2 separate regions of the Gossypium hirsutum genome follow, and region 1 is linked to region 2. Evidence: chromatin contacts called from public Hi-C data. All regions are on one chromosome and are shown on one strand. The core of a region is the stretch at or near the end of the contact, and the rest is flanking DNA. Distances in the headings are between cores, read along the strand shown. Region 1 holds the start of LOC107935234 (importin-5). Region 2 has its middle 32 kb from the start of LOC121223104.

Region 1 (3,176 bases), core at 124-2,623, 81 kb before region 2:
TATTCCCTCCTAATGAAATCGACAATCTATCCAAACACTCCTGACCAACCCCATAATTACTTGTTTCCCCAGCATCCTCATCCTCACTCTCTGCATTATACCAATCCGGTTCATCTTCAATGTCCACCAATAGATTCATCAACACCCAAAATAACCTCCTTATGAATTGTGGTAACTTCCTCATCATCCCCGGAGCCCTCTCTCTCGCCTCTGCTAACGTAATTATAAATTCAATGGCTAAATGGCGTGTTCCTTCTTCTAAACTCTCCGCCTCAGCAATTTGTAACATCGATCCTACTACTTCCATTATTTGCCTCCTTAGAAACCTCGGCTCAGTCCCGGCTAACTCAATTAACAATTCCAAAGCCTCTTGAGCTGTGGCTTCTAATCCAGAGTTCAACGCCTCGGTCAACGTCTGCATCATCAACGGCAACAAATCTTGGAAAGCGTCCCGATCTTTGGGGTTTGAAATACATTGAATGAAACTGACTGAGGCGCTTAAAGCTGCGATTCGTACGTCGCAACTTGACGGATTTGATAAACAATTGAAGAAGACGGAATGGAGAGTGTTTAAATGAGGGATTAGGGTTTCCGTTGTTTCTCCGACGTTTTGAGCTAATCGAGAGAAAATCAAAAGAGCAGATTCTTCGAGGTTGGGATTCTTAGAATTCACACATTGGAAGAGGAATGGCAATAGTTCCGGCCAGCCTCTAGTAGCAACGACGGAAGAAGCGAGATCGGAAATTGTATCGCAGAGTTTTTTTACGTTAGCTTTTGATTGTTCTGTTTGGAGGGAGGATAAAAGCGAGGCTTTGATGGCGGCGCGTGTGGATTCAGCCAGGAGAGGAAAGAGAAAGGAGTAATCAGCGGCGGGAGTTAGGATTTTACGGAGGAGGACGGCAGAGAGGGCTCGGAGTTCGGGGCGAGGGGATGAGGATAAGACACGGGAGAGAGCGAGGGAGAGAGAGTCGGGGTGAGTTTGTTTGGCAAGGTGGAAGAGTGACTCGGCCTGGGAACGTTGGTCGTTGGAGGAAGACATGAGGTGGGAGATTAGGGTTTCGAAGTGAGTCGAATCGGGGCCCAAGATGTGGGCGAGTTGAGCGAGTTGGAGCTGAGTTTGATCGGTGGCCATGGGCGAGTTTCAGGGTTTTAGGAGATAGAATTTGTTTTTGTTATTTGGGGTTTTTTGTATTTGTGGCGCCTCCCCAATCCCAATATAACGAAAGGAAAGAAGAAATAAAGAAGAAGATACGAATTTTAAGGCAGGGTTTGCGAGAGCGAGTGCGAGTGTTTTAAACGAAACCAAAAGTTGTCGGTCCATTTCTTCTTCATGCCTCTCTACTCGTACACATTTTCATTTTACTCACTTTTCCTTTTAATTCCAAATATTCATTCTGATTTAATAATTAAATTTTATTTTATGAATTTTTTAAAATGTTCCCTCTACTCTTTTGAAATTTAAAATTTAGTCTCTATAATTTTGAGACATTAAGTCCTGTATTTTTTTAAATTTTAAATTCTTGGTCCTTTTGTCTAATTTTGTTCTTAAAGTTACGAACGTAGCAGTCAAAAATTGATCAAATAACCTATTTTTCATTTTTAAATAAAACATAAAAAATTAAATATATAATTCTTAAAAGAATTCAAAAATTTTGAAAAAAAAGAAATATTTAAAATTAAAAATATTAAAATTAATTTTAAATTTAAAAAAATTATGTTATTTACTCCTTAAATGGTAATAAGAGGTTTTCATGGGCCTTGTAATAGCCAAACCGATTCGCTTGACTCGTTTTTGAGACACACTTGGCTAGGGCTAGCTTGACTTGGCTCGTTTTATTGTTTAAAATGATAAAAATATAAAAATTTATATTGATAGTTTAGGTACCAAATTAGACATTTTTAAATTACAAGTACTATATTGGACATTTTATGAAATACATGTATAATAATAAAATACGTATTAATAATTCAGTTATCACATTGAACATTTCTAAATTACAAGTACTACATTGGACATTTCCAAATTACAAGTACCACATTGGATATTTTCGAAATAGAAGTACCATATTAAACATTTTATGAAAGTACAGTACCAAATGTGATATCATCCCTAATTTTATCGCACTTGCCAATTTTTAACTAAAAAAATCCAAAAGGTTTAAGAGATTTTTTTAAGGGCAGAGTAATTTGGATAATGAAGTGTAGCTTAGGTATCACTTTAAGAACCATTAGGAAAATTAGTATAATTTCAATACTATTTTGTGATTTAAACTTTTTTATTTTTTTATTTTTCATTTTTTTCTCACGTATTTGTCTCAATTCATTTGGATCCGATGCCTAAAAAGGATAATAAAATTTTTAATTTAGTAGTGTGATACATTAATATGGTATAATTAATAGAAGGGTCCATTCTTTTTAAAATTATATTTCAATCAGTCAACTTTCAAAAGTTACATAATAGTCACTAATATTATCGAATTGTTACATTTTTGTCACTTGTCCGTCTCTTAACGTGGCACGTTAATTTAAATATTTAATTACGAATTTGGTCCTTGAACTATAACTAAAATATCATTTTTCTTAAAAAATTCTTAACAATAATTCTAAAAAGAACTAACAAAATGTTAACAAACAAACAAATAAAGTATAAATTTTAATGTTTTTAATTATTTTATAATTTCTTTATTTGCTTGTTAAGATTTTTTTTAGTTCTTTTTAGAATTATTGTTAAGATTTAAAAAAAACAAAATGACATTTTTATTATAGTTTAGGGACCAAATTAGTAATTAACCATTTAAATTAGAGTGCCACATCAACCTTGTAACAGTAGTTAACAGACAAGTTATAAAAATGTAACAATTTGATAATTGTTATATAACTTTTGAAAGTTGGGTGACTAAAATACAATTTTAAATAAAGTTTAGGAACAATTAGATATAGTTTACCAAAAGAAATTAACTTCTAAATCTTAAGAAGCCAAAGTTCTAAAAATATTACCCACCAATCAGAATTTTTACAGAAAAATATCAAGTTCACATTAGAAAAAAAATTTACCATTATTATTTATGTAACTTTTAAAATTATCTAGTCCTTTTTAAAAATATTATTATTTCTCAAACATTTATAATGATTTTTTTACACTTAAATTATATAAAAAAAATATTTTAGTGGCGGTT
Region 2 (3,455 bases), core at 914-3,413:
ACACACCATTTTGCCTCTTACATTTTTTTTTGTTCTGCTTTGATTCAATCCAATTGAAGTGAAAATTTTCTCCTCTAATGCTATTATGTTTCTCTTCTCCTTAGCGCAATATTGCACCTTCACCCCCCACTTTTCCTTCTTTTATTTGTACTTTAGTTAAACTTTGTTAAATCATCTCCATTAATTATGCTAAATTCCATATGCAACTAAATTTTCATCTAGCTTTAGGTCGATAAATAATCCAATAGAGAGTAGTGAGATCTAAACCTGTACTTAAAAACTTTCATTTTAATATTTGTTGTTTCTCCAGTTTAGGGGATAGACACTATTATCTCACAAAGTTGTATTTGATCTACCGAAGAACACATTGGCGTGTCCAATTAAGTAGTGAGTTGGATCCCGTCAAGGGAAATAGTAATCGGATCTAAACGACTTGCACGGTTGAGGTCGTTGGTTCAAGCTGCGCCCTTCTAGTTCGCATGGTTATCAGAGAGCTAAATTGCGTATGCATGTTTCGTGCTTGTTCATTTAGTAAAGTTTAGTGGTGGTCTGTAACACACAATACTCGACCCAATCATCAGCTCTGAGCTATAAGGTGCCACATTTGTTGTCGGAGCAACTACAATCAAATTTAATACAATTCACATAATTGAACATACAAACACAAAGGTTATAAGCAAATAACACAATAAATAGTCTTTCCCGAGTCTTTTACAAGCTTAGAAAGCTCAAGACTATCTCGAGGTCAAACTAGGACTAAATTGAAAATTTTCAAAGTATATCAAGTGAGAATCACGATATCCAAGGCTTGGAATCGCAATTTCAAAGATAGTAACCAATCTTCAAAGTGTATTAGATGGGTATCGCAATATCCAGGGCATGGTATCGCGATTTCGAAGACAATAGCCAAACTTCCCAACTTGAGGACCAAATTGAAATGTTTACAAAATAAAATAGGATTGATATCGCAATAACGTGGGTACGGTAACGCAATATCATGAACAGACCACTAAGTCACTGTACTTGGCTAGAATACACATTTTTTGTACCTAAATCAAGGTTTCCAATCAAGACTAACACACGATCTTCAATTTACCTATTCAATTTGCATCAAAACATACCACATAAATTCAGACATCCATCTACAACTTCTTATCAAGACATTAAACACTTAAACAACAATTAATATTTACATTTCATACTATGAATTATTCACCAACCAAGTCATTAATGCTAATTAGAACATGTATGCCATATTCAACAATATTTTAATTGCTTCATCACCTAAAAGTTAACTTCTATTGCAAATCAATTATAACATAAACATTTAAACCTACTTCACTAGGATTGTAAAATCCTGAAAACGGGGTTAGAAGGATTAAGGTTCGTAGGTGAGCCAGTGGTGTCGTTGTATGAGTTTAAGTGTCAGTTTTTTGTATGAGTTTAATAGAAATTATTTTAAGAAGACTATAAACAAGAGGAAAGCTGTCTGTAAAAGTGGTGATAGACTCAGATTGACTCTCGCGGTAAGCCAAGGGTACAGGCGGAGTAGGGTCCCTCTTAGAAGTAATTGGAATCTTGCTTCTTCTACGACGAATCAACTTACTGCCACTACCCTTCTCTATACTACAAGAGTCCCCATCATTCCTCAGCCTCTTACGGTTGTTATCACCTACTTGCACCCTCGCATCAGTATCATCAATGGCCTTCAAAACCCTCTCCATGATGGCATCAACATCTATGTCGTTTTAAATCTGAGAAGGAGTGGACGATTGAGCAAAACTTGCAAAAGAAAAATCAGGATCAACCATACGAGGAACAAAATTCTTTATCTAAGGGACTCACCCTCAACCCTTGTAGAGGGAATGGACTAGGGGCGTATGCATAGCCTATAGTAAAAATAAAATAAGTTTAAAGGTTCCTCCTTCCTCTCGACCAAAACAACGGGTAAGTCATGAGAAGCCTTGTAGGGCCACACTACATCTGAAGGGCGTGAGACTTGAGAAATGACCTCAGAAATATTTACTAAAGGCTTGTAACCATTGGGCCTATGAATATCTAAGAAAAAATGGAAACATTTCTCGCAGTAATAAGATCCTCAAATACAAGAGAGCGGCCCACCTTCAAGCAGTAGAACTAAACCTTCGTAGTCTCATTATCCAGTTACTACATACGAGTACAAACATGGTCTAGAGGAATAGACCATTGGGTCGGGACCCAAACCCACCCCTTAGCTTATACCTCACTCTACTAAATTTGTTTATATTCAGGTGAATGTGAGAAGCCCAGTTTTTAATTATGGGCTCATACCCTTGACAAGTGCTAAAATGGGCCAAAAGGCTCCTCGAGAAGTTACCTTTAACTAACATAATTAATGGAAAATGCCAAGAAGGGGTGGCTCGCCCCTTAAGCTACAATTGATGAAATAGGCAACCAAGGTCCACTAAGAAAAGCCAGTAAGTTGCTCAGGTGTGATCCCATACTCATCAAGATCAACGCAAAAGAAAGAAATAAAGGGGAGATGAAACTCGACCTCGATAGATGAAGCGAAAGAATGATGTTATTGGAGCTGTCGCTCCATCGACACTCGCCTTAAACAAGGTTGCAATCATAGGAAAAATCAGGAAGCTGAATTCCTCAGATGTTATTCTAATGGACCATTTCCCCAAGGATGTAGTACAACGAAATGGGAAGGTCTTCACTGGAGTATGTATTCCATAGGAACTAGGCCCAACCCCATCACGCTGATCCTTACCACCACGACCCTTCTTACTACCATTACTGTGGTGGATGACCCCCTCATGATGAATAAGTTTAATCCTAACCATTTTGCGAATAATGAAAAGAAATGAAAAGAAAAAGAGAAGGCCTTTAGAAATTACCTGAAAAACCTATTAGGGACAGTCAAGGAAAGAAGAAAGTAAAATCAGATGTGGGAAATAGAGAAGTATAACCGAAGGAAAATTTAGAGTAACTTAATCGAAAAGGAAGAGATGTGAAATTTCAAACAAGACACCTTCTTACTTCACGCCTCAATTTAAATAGTCAAATGTACAAGGGAAGTTTGGTTGAAATAACTCAGACGATACAAATTCCCAAACTTGGTGGGTGACACCTGTAAAAAGGGGATGGGTTTCTTCTTGAATCTCTTAATAATTAGGAAAAGTGGGAATGTCCACCAGAGCCAAACATTTATTAAGTATCCGCAAGAAGTAATAAATGCTCAAATAGACTCAGTCTAGTGAATCTGATGTAGTGTACACTAAATGCTCCACCAGGAAGGCCAAGAAATAACTTTTTAACGGATGGCCTCTACTCGTGAAAAGTCTGGATCTTCCATTCAGGAAGAGTGGTTTAAAATGTTGGGAATAGGCTAGACCACCTAGGTGAATAGGGAAGTTAGCCTCTAATTGGTTATCCTAGGAAGGACAATTACCTAGAGACTGCTTTAGATT

Evidence for each region. A called contact is a pair of places that touch in the nucleus more often than the background predicts.
Region 1: a contact with region 2 is called in a Hi-C map of leaf, with 2.7 times the contacts expected there. The contact joins the promoter of LOC107935234 here to the enhancer-like site in region 2. A contact is called at or near these places in 13 of 34 Hi-C or Micro-C datasets (anther, hypocotyl, leaf and 2 more).

The regions. Positions count from the first base shown.
Region 1 is chrD11:52,778,851-52,782,026 of Gossypium_hirsutum_v2.1, reverse strand. LOC107935234 (importin-5) reads right to left here and starts at 1,373. Exons shown (of 20, transcript XM_016867806.2): 1 at 1-1,373. The coding sequence starts at 1,132.
Region 2 is chrD11:52,698,194-52,701,648 of Gossypium_hirsutum_v2.1, reverse strand. No RefSeq gene overlaps it. Among protein-coding and RNA genes, the nearest start is that of LOC121223104, 32 kb to the left of the region's middle. Within about 2 kb of position 2,163, at least 9 of the 9 cell types and tissues checked have an H3K27ac peak or open chromatin away from gene starts, as enhancers often do. A contact at or near this core is called in hypocotyl and leaf, where this site is marked.